2 separate regions of the Arabidopsis thaliana genome follow, and region 1 is linked to region 2. A link is a contact called in public ChIA-PET data. All regions are on one chromosome and are shown on one strand. Each heading gives the region's core, a stretch centred on a gene start, on an enhancer-like site or on the middle of the called end of the contact. The rest is flanking DNA. Distances are from core to core; before and after follow the strand shown. Region 1 holds the start of AT4G27100 (Ypt/Rab-GAP domain of gyp1p superfamily protein). Region 2 holds the start of ATRBP45C (RNA-binding (RRM/RBD/RNP motifs) family protein).

What was found. ChIA-PET counts read pairs in DNA pulled down with a chosen protein or histone mark.
Region 1: an H3K4me3 ChIA-PET map of shoot shows a contact between it and region 2, with 13 read pairs. The contact joins the promoter of AT4G27100 here to the promoter of ATRBP45C in region 2. A contact is called at or near these places in 2 of 26 Hi-C or Micro-C datasets (root and rosette leaf) and 1 of 2 datasets of contacts at active chromatin or transcription factors (shoot).

The regions. Positions count from the first base shown.
Region 1 is chr4:13,593,079-13,599,039 of TAIR10.1, forward strand. It overlaps AT4G27100 (Ypt/Rab-GAP domain of gyp1p superfamily protein), which reads left to right and starts at 2,380. Exons shown (of 11, transcript NM_001036653.2): 1 at 2,380-2,856; 2 at 3,465-3,560; 3 at 3,668-3,771; 4 at 3,897-4,036; 5 at 4,129-4,227; 6 at 4,315-4,437; 7 at 4,528-4,616; 8 at 4,731-4,836; 9 at 4,921-5,018; 10 at 5,091-5,435; 11 at 5,531-5,885. The coding sequence starts at 2,767. The coding sequence ends at 5,542. AT4G27090 (Ribosomal protein L14) reads right to left here and starts at 2,174. Exons shown (of 5, transcript NM_118843.4): 1 at 2,107-2,174; 2 at 1,780-1,881; 3 at 1,358-1,487; 4 at 1,177-1,289; 5 at 766-1,082. The coding sequence starts at 2,109. The coding sequence ends at 1,026. It overlaps PDIL5-4 (PDI-like 5-4), which reads left to right. Exons shown (of 15, transcript NM_118842.4): 14 at 17-94; 15 at 180-584. The coding sequence ends at 257.
Region 2 is chr4:13,556,476-13,562,280 of TAIR10.1, forward strand. ATRBP45C (RNA-binding (RRM/RBD/RNP motifs) family protein) reads right to left here and starts at 1,440. Exons shown (of 7, transcript NM_118834.4): 1 at 974-1,440; 2 at 421-886. The coding sequence starts at 1,288. It overlaps EMB2788 (ribosome 60S biogenesis amino-terminal protein), which reads left to right and starts at 1,499. Exons shown (of 16, transcript NM_001341833.1): 1 at 1,499-1,690; 2 at 1,989-3,090; 3 at 3,193-3,925; 4 at 4,350-4,839; 5 at 5,024-5,172; 6 at 5,291-5,805. The coding sequence starts at 1,654.

The DNA.
Region 1 (5,961 bases), core at 1,130-3,629, 38 kb after region 2:
CTTTGTTTGTTTGCAGGTTCTCATAACGGAAAACTCCAAGTCCTTCTCACATTTCATCACCAACGTATGCGCCATTATTGGTGGTGTCTTCACGGTTAGTAAAGAAGTTTGAAGCCTCTTCTTCTTGTAACTATTCATTAATGTATTCCCATATGACTCGTATTTTTGCCTCTTTTCAGGTGGCCGGAATCTTGGATTCTATTCTCCATCACTCCATGACACTCATGAAAAAGATAGAACTTGGTAAAAACTTCTGAAGCTCCCTAAGGGTTTTATTTCGTTTTCCTCTGTAACGAGTCAGAAATTTTTGCCCTAGTTATACCAGACGTCACTTAAATAATTCGGTTATATATATTCACAAACTGTTATCCTTTTGAACATATATAAGTATTATCGATGTCTCTGAAGTCTTTGGGAGTTTTAGTAGAACAAATTGTTATCACTTAAATCAGGGGAATTTACTTCCAAATTCTCCAATACCAAAATACAGCTTCTTGTGAGTTGGTTCATACTGATGATGGAGAAATGTAATTTTTAGCCAACAAGGTTTCAACTTTCAACGTTTGAAACTAGATTTGAGCACAAATATAGCAATCAACTTTCCCCCATGGCTGCTTATAGCAATCATCGACGGAAGTCACAGCAGAACGGAGAGTCCTCTCGTTCCCTTTGGACAGAGTTGCATCCTCTACTAGAATTTTACTTAGGTAGAAGTAAGTATCCACAGTAAAGAATCTCCTTCTTGTTACAATTTTCAATTTTGTGTTCTCTTCAAGCTAATTATTAGTTTAGTTAGCTTAGCATGATTCAACTTTAGCCTTGGTATAGAATCATAACATAGAACCATATAAACGAAAATAAGACTAAGATCAAAAGAACAAAAAACTTTGAGTTTTGCAAACAAGGTTTCAAACTTGAATAATGTCTGATAATTGAGCACATACTGATATTGATAGTTCCAAAAACACTAATTTCCGAATCCAAAATCAAAAAAGAAAGACAACAGAATTGTAGATAATATTTGATCAGGCAGTGATCTCCTTCTTGAGTTTTGCAAGCTCTTGCCTGACAACACCAGCTTTCTGCAAACAGCAAAAAAACCCATTAACATTTCAGTTCTGACATGAATGAACACTACCACAGAATTTCAAACATCTAACAATTTAACACACTGACCTTGATCTTGGCCAACATGATCTTGAACCTATCAAAGTCGTTAAGGTTAGCCCTACGTTTCTGCACGATAAGCTTCCTACCCCATGAGCTTTTCTCCCACTTGTTCTTCACATCTGCAAGACTTTTCCAGTTAAGATTGAAACACTTCAAAATTCAAATATTTACATTACGCAGCACTCACCAGCCTTTTCCATTGCCTCGATCAAAGCCTTCTTCTTTGGCACACGGTTGATGTCAATGACAATATCGGTAAGAGACAACCTCTTGAAGTTCATCTGGATCCTCTCCATATCAGGGGCATCCACCAAAGCCTAAATGACGAGAACATAATAAGAACTCCATAAAAACAACTAGACAATATTCAGCTCAATATTCACCAAGGAAATGCAATAGGCTCCAATCAATGATGCAAACTGAGTTATAACTGTAAGCCAATTATGCAACCAAAGTCTCAAGCTAAATCAAAATTTTCCTTAATCAAACAATTTACCGAAACATACACAGTAGCATTACGGAATCAAGCATTAAAACAGCTGAAACTCATCAATACATACATGATAAAGAGATGGAAATCTTCATAACCTAAGAATGAAATAAACTTACTCTGTTCTGGTCAACAACGTCGACGATAACGACGAGCTTTCCATGATCTTCTCCGTAGTTCACAAGTGCTACTCTCCCGATCTCAACGTACCTCTTGAAACCCTAAACAACCAATCACCAGAAAATATTAAATCTAACAACTTTGGACTCTAACCTATACACAAACGTAACTTGATTGAGAACGTCAAAAGCCTAATCCCCAAAAAAAAAGATCTAGAAGAAAGAAATCCGAAATGTGCTATGAACATGAGCTAAATACAGGAGATAATCACGTAGAACACAGACGAACTAACCAAGGTATTAGCTCAATAAGAGAGTATATCTCACCATTTTCGCCGCCGGTAGATTGGAAGGTCTAAGCTCCGAGTGTAAATGTAGACGAGCGACAGCAGAGGAAAAAATCGATTAGGTTTTGCACTATATATAATCTTCATTCTAGGGTTTTGTGGTTTGGGCCTATCTTTACTAAATAAATATCACAAAGGCCCAACATTAAACGCCCAATATGGTAAAGAGAGAAAACGGCGTCGTTTTATGTTGGATATTTTTGGGGGAAAAAAAAAAAAAGACACAGTGTCTCTTTCATGTGGAAGAAGATAAATTAGAGAGAAGTGATGGAGAAACTCCGTTATTTGTGGAGGCAACAACTATTGTGTAATGAGACCAGCTCATCAATCATCATCTCCAGAAAAAAGGAATGATACAAGAAACTTAGTTGATAGATAGACGACAGGAAAATAATATACGCAGAAAGAAACCTAAAAAAAAAAGTTTCTGTCTTTAGACTCCAATCCACTAAGCTCCAAGCTGGGTCCCCTTAAATTCTCAATCTTTTTCTCCCTAAATTTCCTTTAATTTCTTCATTGATCATTGCTCATTGATCGATCTTCTGAGTTTTGAGGGGACCCCGATCCAAAGTGTATCTCTTTCTGTTTTGCTCAGCATTTGGATTTGATTTCTTTTTTTTCCCGGGAAAGTTTGATAGAGATGTGGGGAGGCGCAGGTGAGCCAGCAGATTCTTACTACCAAGTTCGTCCTGAGTGCACCGATGTCCCCAAGACCAGATTCAAAATCAAGGTTACTTCTTTCGATCCCTTCTTCTTCATTTTCTCCGATTTTTGCTTATTCTAGTTTTGCTTCTTCGTTGGGTCGTCTCTGTTTTATGATTACGAATACGATATGTGATTGCTGATTCGGTTCCAATTACATCCAGATTCTCTGGTTATCTATGTTTTCGAAAATGCATTGTCTCTGTTGTGAATTTGTTCCTGACATTGTAATGTTCATAAATCTGATTCCTTATGAGGAGATATTGATCTTAGGAGCTGTTCAGGGTCTCATATATATTCTTGATCCCACTGGATCTTTTTCTCAGTAGCATCACATGAATGATTGTTTTAGTGAGATTGTCACTTTTTCCAGACATAAGCTTGAAAGGATTTTAACTTCTTGACTCCAGGGTCTTTAGGAAGATACATAAGATAGGAAGATAGGTTATGTGCTTGACTGGTACTAATTTGGAACTAGATTGAATAATTTTGAACCTTTACATTACAGGCCATAAAAGCCTATATCATTCCATGTCTTGTGGTCATAATGTATCATGAATAATTGCATCATGTTGAGGCCAGGAAGTTTTTGCTATGTTGCTGACAACACGGGTCATATTTATGATGTTTGTGCAGCCTGGTAAAACTCTAAGTGTAAGAAAATGGCAGGCTGTATTTGTACAAGAAGGGTCTCTCCATATTGGCAAGACTCTAAGACGCATCCGAAGAGGGGTATGTTTGTTTGGATAAGTCTTTGTAAAGACTGATTTATCCTTTCATTTGTTCTGTATCTTTGATAACTTATGTTACTTTAATATTCCTTTACAATCAATCTATAGGGAATCCATCCATCAATTAGAGGCGAAGTATGGGAATTCCTACTTGGTTGTTATGACCCAATGAGCACATTCGAAGAAAGAGAGCAAATTCGACAACGCAGAAGGTAGAATTTTGTCCTCATATCCTATATATATGTATCGCATTTGGCATAATTACATGTTTCTTTCAGTTCATTCATAAACCATCGATTCAGTTTTGTGAATCCTACCGCTAATTCTCTTCTTTCAGATTGCAGTATGCTTCTTGGAAGGAAGAGTGTAAGCAAATGTTTCCTGTCATTGGAAGTGGAAGATTTACTACCGCACCTGTAATTACTGAAAATGGTCAACCCAACTATGATCCTCTTGTACTTCAGGAAATAAATTTAGGTAAAATTTTGCCTTTCTATTACGGAAATTTAATGTTGAACTCTTACATAAACTTGTAATAGGCATTTGAAGTTTTCATGTGGCTTTCTCAGGTACAAACTCAAATGGTTCAGTTTTTTTTAAAGAGCTCACAAGTCGTGGACCTCTTGATAAAAAAATTATCCAATGGCTGCTAACACTTCACCAGATAGGTTAGCGACTGATCATGGCCTCCTTTATCGCCGGCTAGACTATACTGAATATCTGGTTCACTCAGTTGCTTAATGTATGTTTTTCAGGTCTTGATGTGAACCGTACAGACAGGGCCTTGGTATTTTATGAGAAAAAGGAGAACTTATCGAAGCTCTGGGATATTCTGTCTGTTTACGCCTGGATAGACAACGATGTCGGGTATTGTCAAGGTAAAACCGAATGTATATATCATTGTATCATTTGTTTGAAAACCAGTTTTACTTGAGAAATTCTTATCTATATACTGGTGATCTGATCAGGAATGAGTGATCTTTGTTCCCCAATGATTATTCTTCTTGAAGACGAAGCTGATGCATTTTGGTGTTTTGAACGGCTCATGCGTCGATTGGTACTCACCTTACACATATTCTCAATGTATTTGTGTTTTTGGTATGGACTGTTTACATCTGTCTCTCTGCAATCAGGTTGTATTAAACATGTTTTATTTTTTCGAATTGAAAAGCGAGGAAATTTCCGTAGTACCGGGAGATCTGTTGGAGTTGAAGCTCAACTTACTCATTTGTCTTCAATTACTCAGGTTGTTGACCCCAAACTTCACCAACATCTAGGTACTACAGTACTACTACTACTGCAATTTCTTTGCATATATGTATATATTCAGCGGTTAATCGAGTGCTGGGTCATAAATGCAGATAAACTTGGGGGAGGTGACTATCTCTTTGCCATCCGGATGCTAATGGTTCAATTCCGAAGAGAATTCTCATTTTGCGACTCTCTGTACCTTTGGGAGGTAATGATACTGATTTTTTGTCTCACTCTCTCTTATATGTATTTGATCTCATGCCAAACACTATTCCTGCAGATGATGTGGGCCCTCGAGTATGACCCCGATCTTTTTTATGTATATGAGGCGCATCAATGCGGGAATGAGAAAACAGAAGGGTTAAAAGGTAAACCGAAGTCAATTAAGCAATGTGGAAAGTATGAGAGGCAAAACATGAGGAATGGAGGAAAAAGTGCAGAAGGTCCTTTACCTATATCGGTATTTCTAGTGGCCAGTGTCTTGAAAGACAAGAGTTATAAGCTAATGACTGAAGCTCGTGGACTCGACGATGTTGTTAAGATACTTAACGATACGACTGGGAACTTGGATGCCAAAAAAACATGTTCTGGAGCCATAAAAATTCACAAGAGATATCTAAGAAAGGTTATTTCTATGTTTCTTTGATCTGCCTGGGCTTCTGTCTCTCTCAAAGTTTTGTCTGAAAGTTCTCTCTTCTGTGGTCTTCTCTCTTATTGCAGGCTAAGAAATAGCATTGGTAAACATTCATGATTCTGCCGCCGAATCATGAGAAGCTTTCTTTTGTAATTCGCTAAATCTGGGGAGGAACCGAATCTTCCTATCGTTTTTTCTAACGATTTTTTTGGGTGGAAGCTGGGAGAACCTTGGAGCCTTGAATAACCCTTAACACACATACACACACACAAGAAAAATATACTTAGTAAGCTGTTCATAAAAGTTTATGTTGTATCCCTTCATATATAAACAAACATGGTTTTTGTTACTAACGGGAAAATAAAAAGGAAAGAGATTGTTCTTAAGTTTACAAATGATCATTTTATGTTCTAAAAGAAGAAATATTTTGAAACTTGGGGTAAGAAGTGTTTCAGATAAATATCTGGATCGTGTTGATTTGACCAGAAACAGAGGAAATCGGTTTATGAAGTAAAGA
Region 2 (5,805 bases), core at 190-2,689:
TTGATAAGTAAGAAACTGGAAAATAATTTGCAAATGGAGTAAAAGCTTTGTAATTAACTTCTTCTGAAAACATAACCAACTGACCTAAATGAGGCCACGCAAGGTGGAATCATTTTCAGCTGAAATCAGTTCCAGGCCCCCGAAAGAGAGCCTCTTGTTCTCCTGCTTAAAGACAACATGAGTTTTTTTCTTATAAGTTTTAGGATGTTTTGCGATATTAAATTCTTTGAAGAGCTGAAAGGCAAGAAGCGGGAGAAAAGGGTAGACAGATTCTCCAGTAATCAGAAAGATAGCAGTAAAGGAGTACCCCAAAGAAAAGACAATCAACTAACATAGACAGTGTAAGACAAAGTGAGTCATATCATCACTCAACTTATTCATAAGTGATCAGATATCAGGCTCCTTAATATCAAAACATACCTGGTTGCATTGTAAGAGGCTTCTTGTTGGCAGCAGGACCAGTACGCATAGGCCTTGATGAGCAGTATTGACCATTCATTTCAGTCATGGCACGAATCTGCTCACTTTCATCCGCAAACCTGACAAATCCATAACCCTTGGACCGTCCAGTAGTCCTATCATTCACAACTTTAGCTCCCTTGACAGAGGAATACACAGCTTTAAACGTTTCAGTAAGCATGTGGTCGGTAACATCAGGTGCCAAGTCTCCAACAAAAACTGTGTGCTCAGGCCCTTCAGCCTGGCGTCTCTCTCCAGCTCCAAGCTGAGCCCAGTTCAACCTGAAGGCCTGCTCACTGCTCGGCATCGGAGCACCATTGTAAGTCTGTAAATTCCTCTCAGCTGTAGCATGGTTCACAAACTCAATAAAGCCATAACCTTCTGAATATCCGTTCTGTTTATTGCGAATAACTTTAGCTGCTGTAGCCTGCAACCACAAAGGATGAAACTTTCAATACTTGTAGAAGAAAAACGAGAGACTAAAAACAGAAATCAACAGGATTTTCAAAATTACCTCGCCAGTAAGACCAAAGACGTTCATGAGATAGTTCTCATCCATCCATGGCTGCAAGTCACCGATCCACAGGGACCGGATCTCACCAGCTGATCCTGGATTCTGAGATCCACCACCACCATACTGCTGCTGCTGTGGTTGACCAGAAGACGGTGCAGACTGCTGATTCCATCCTGCAGGCGGCTGACCTTGTTGTTGCTGCTGGTGCTGCATCATCCACGACTGCTGCTGCTGGAGGTAAGCTTGTTGGTCGGAAGGAATCTGCCCTGGCCCTGTTGCAGCACCGTTGGAAGCTGGAGGTGGCTGCTGCATCATGACGACGATAACCTAGCAAAAGGTACGACTGTCGTAGATGCAATTAAAGGGTTGAGCTCGAGGACGTAAGGGCAAAAGAGAGAGAGAGAGAAAGATTCGCTGTCGCTGTTTCTTTTTTATAGTCAAAAGTTGGTTCTAATATGGCCCAATATAAAAGTTTGAGCTCGGCCCATTATAAGAGCACTCGAACAACCCGGTTAAGTAAGTCTAGGGTTGACCAAAAAAATCGATACGAACCGGTCGGGATTGGTTTGGGATTGAGATGCCTGATTTCGAACTCTCAGCGTCGCCGATATGTTTTGTCCTGTTAAACCCTAAAACTAAAACCCCGCGAAGAGAGAAGAGTTCTCTGTAGTGTTCTTTTGATGGCGGAATCAATATCATCAGACTTGGAAGATCAAGGTACGATAATAGCTTGACATGTGCAGACTCTTTTAGCAATATCTGTTTGGTTTTTTCCAACAAAAAAAAAACTAACCATTAGAATTTTTTGGAATTAATTGTTGGAATTTTTGAGTCAATTAATAAAATTTTAGCTGAAATTTGTCTGGCTTTACCTTTGAATGAAGACTTGTATCACTTATTTGTAATTGCCTTGAAAGTTTTTGTCTTTGAGTAGCTTTTAATTCTCTTGAACAGTGTGGACTGGTGGAGAAGTAGTTTCTTACTATCTGATTGAATACTTTGTTTGATATATCAGGAATGGTGGTGGACGGAGGGAATAGAGATGTTGAGGTAGGAAAAATTCCAGTGATGGCTTTCAGACCATCCCACGAAGCTAAGCTTAGAGAATTGTTGCATAATATTTGCTTACATGAGATTAAGCTATGCTCTGATGCTGCAAAAGAATTTGTTAAGTTACTGAAGGGAGAAACCGGTGGCGATTTGTTGCGTCTTTATTTCCAGAGCTCACCAAACTTTGCTGAGCTTCTTGAGGCATGGAAGCTTCGACATGAAAAACAAGGATTGTCCTATATATTCTCGCTTATCCAGACGATTTTGAGTCATCCAGAGGGAAAAGATAGATCAACTGATATTGGAAGAGCTATTGACCAGTTTGGTAGGTTACTTGTTGAAGAAAAATTGGATGATATTTACAAAGAATTGAACAGCAAAGAGGGAAAACAACAGTCTGCTGCACTTTCATTGTTAGCTTCGATTGTTAGACGTGGTCCAGGAATGGCATCAGAGATAGCTAAGAAGTTTGATTTTAAGGGTTTTGCAAAACTAGCAGAGTATAATACGCAAGGGACTGAAAAGGTTAAGAAACACTCAACAAGGAAGGCATTTGTTGGATTTGCAATATCATTCCTTGAAGTTGGGAAGCCTGGATTGTTAAGCTCAGTGTTAAATAAGAAGGAAATGTACTCGAAAGTCCTGCCAGGCCTTGGGAAAGATGATGATGACACTGTGGCTTCTGTCTTGTCTACGTTAAAGGATAAGATCCTTGTTGAAGAATCATTAATTTCTCCTGGTCTAAGGAGTGTTCTTTTTGGAATTGTGACGCTAAAGCATCTAGCCAGCATTTCAGCAAGAGAGGATGCTGGGATTGTGAATGAGTTGGCCCATGATGTTCTTGTTAAAGTTTGCACAGACCCCTCTAATGGATTGATGCCAGATGCAAAGAGAAAGTTGAGAGGCAATTCTGACAGACTACTAATGCTCATGAAGGGGTTGAGAGCAGCAGAAATTGGTTATCACAGGGATTTGCTTCTAGCCATTGTTAGGGGTAGACCGTCGTTAGCTTCAGATTTCTTGGACGAGTTTCCATACAATGTGGAAGATTTTTCATCACCATCCTGGTTAGTCTTCTTCAGAGTACGAAAGTGTATCTATCTTTATTTTACTGCGTCTACCGTCCAATTTCTGCTGTTTTGTCATTCTAGTAACTGAAGTCATTGCAGGTTTTCTTCTATTTCCTTGGCAGCAAATTTGGTATCGTCAGTAAGAACTTCATGTTCTTTTGACTTTCTCAATCCAGATCAACGTGCTACACCTCCTTCTGGTGGCTCAGATGTTCAGACTATCATGAAATGCATATGCCCCCGACCATTTAGCCGGTCACTGATCACTAAAGGGATGCTACATTCTGATTTTCTTGTGAAACATGGGACCTTGAGATTTCTCTTGGAGACGCTGAGGCTGTTGGATTCGTTTCTTACTGCTTGGAACCTTTGTTCATCTCATAGATGCTCGGTTGAGCAAATTCAGATTTCTCTTGAGCGGAACGTCATGGGTGAAGTGAGCAGTTTTTTTCCAGATTCCCAGGTGTTATTGATTGTACTGAAGTCTCTGGACGGTTCTAGTGGAACTCAAAAGCTGTCATTGAAGAGAGAAGCAGAGTTGGATAGTGGATTAGTAGGAAGAAAAAAACGCATTAAGCGATCGGAGAAGGATGTTTTGGAAGAAGAGGCTGTTGATATTGTCATTGGTGGGGTAGGTTCTGATAAAGATATCTTTTTGGCTGAGGATAATATGGATGCTCATATGACAGATCAGGAAGATGCTGAAAAAGAATATCTTGGGATTGTTTCAGATATTTGGATTTCAGAGCTTTGTTCTAACCCTATTGATTCGGTCGAAGAAGCAGAGATGTGTTTTCACATAAAGCTTCTGGATGCCCTCAAGATTTATGTGGTACGTTGATTTTTCTTATTGTTATTTTCGTTTGTGTTGTTGGAAAAAAAGCCGAACCTTCACAAAAAAGTTATTAGTTTAAATATCTAGCTTAATGATTATAGCTAGTGACAGGATGTCTTATTGTTTTGCACTGTCCTTTAAAATTTTCCTTGTCAAATATTAGTTTTGAAGTCCTTGCAATGTATACCAATTGAAGTTTGATTTTTGAGTTGTAGTGGTTTGTCCAGTTGAGTTGACAGCTAGAGAACTGGAAACGTTCATGCGTTGCTTACCCAGTTTTGGTCAAATGTCTCGATTCTTGTGTCACGTTTCTATAGTTTATTTATTATTGTAAAGATGTCTATGCATTATTGGTCGCTTAGACGCTCCTCATCTGTACTTGATGAGTTCTGGTTTTAAGCTACATGTTTCATCTTTGCAGCGTGCTGTACCTAATGAGCTTGAAGGATCGTTTGATATCTTCATGAAATTTCTGAGCAATTCTTTCGGTATGCCAGTTGAACTGCAGAGGGCTCTCTTGTCTTTGCTAAGTGAGTACATCAGTTGGACGCCAAAGTCTCAAAGTGACAGAGGTCCTACAAGAATTCCACCACTTATGCACAAGCATTTGCGTGTGTTCATTAATTTGTTACTTTTTTCACCACACAACGGGGTGAAGGATCTAGCGTACAATTTAGCAGTGGCAGCTATGAACAGTACTGGTGCATTTGAAAACAACCCAAGTGAAATTGGTGCATGGTTCTTGTTTCTACCATGTTTTGAAAAGATTAAATTACCTCTTGAGCTTCAGGAGGCTGTACAGAGCATGTCATCAGTTGTCGTGTCCTTTTTATGTGATGCAGTTTCGACTGTTGGAAATAATTTATTCAAGCACTGGGACATTGTCAGAAGTAGCTTGTCCCATTTAAAAGGTATAGGTATTTTTGTGCCCTCGAGATCAATGGTTTGGTATAAAATTGATGAAAACTTGGTGGTTATCAAACACGATTCAATTAATCTCATGCAAGTTTTATCCTAGTTACTTGTCCTGTGGACTTGTTATAGACCTAGAAATATTTTTTTGACTTGTGTGTATCTTCTCTGCGTTGGTTGCAGGTGTATCAATTGGTTTTAGCCCCCTAATTATTTGTCTACTACAGAAGTGTGTGAGGCTACTAAATTCTGAATCTAAAACGTCTTTACCAGAGAAGTCAGCAATATCTCTGTACGTCTGCAGCACACTGAAATATCTTTTGCAAACTCAGGTAAAATATCTTTTGCAAACGCAGGTCTATGTATATTACTTTTACCATGCACTAGGTTTATATTCTAGTTTTCACCGCTTAAGATACCAATATCTTTCCTTTAAATTCAATATTGTAGGTAGATTCCAAATTACTCTCATGTTTGATCCAGTCAGTTTTATCTGAGGTGGTTGATGAATCGAAGGATTCTTTATGCGAATGGAGGCCATTGAGAATGTTACTTTGTTTCTCACAATCCCTGTCAAACGAAAAACCTATCATCTTGCATTCCAGAAGGACAACGGGTCTACCTGCTGACAGTTCTTTTGCAGAGACTCTTGATGAGATCAAAAGACTAGTTAGAAGCATTTCTCCGGATGAAATTGCAGGAATAGTTAAAGCGTTTTCTTCTGCATTGATATGTGCAACACCTGAATCGATCTTGCAAAATTTTGCTTCTGTGATGGATGTTTCTTGGGCCTTTTATGGAACACCATTCTCATTTTTACAGTCCATCACCTTTCTAGAGGAAAATTTCCTTGGAAACCTTTCAAAGCTATCGCCTGACTTGTTTGCTTCAGGTTCAGAATTTACTGGGTCAGGGAATCTGTGTGAAGGAACAGTAGATAGTGAGATTGATTTTTCTGGCCACTC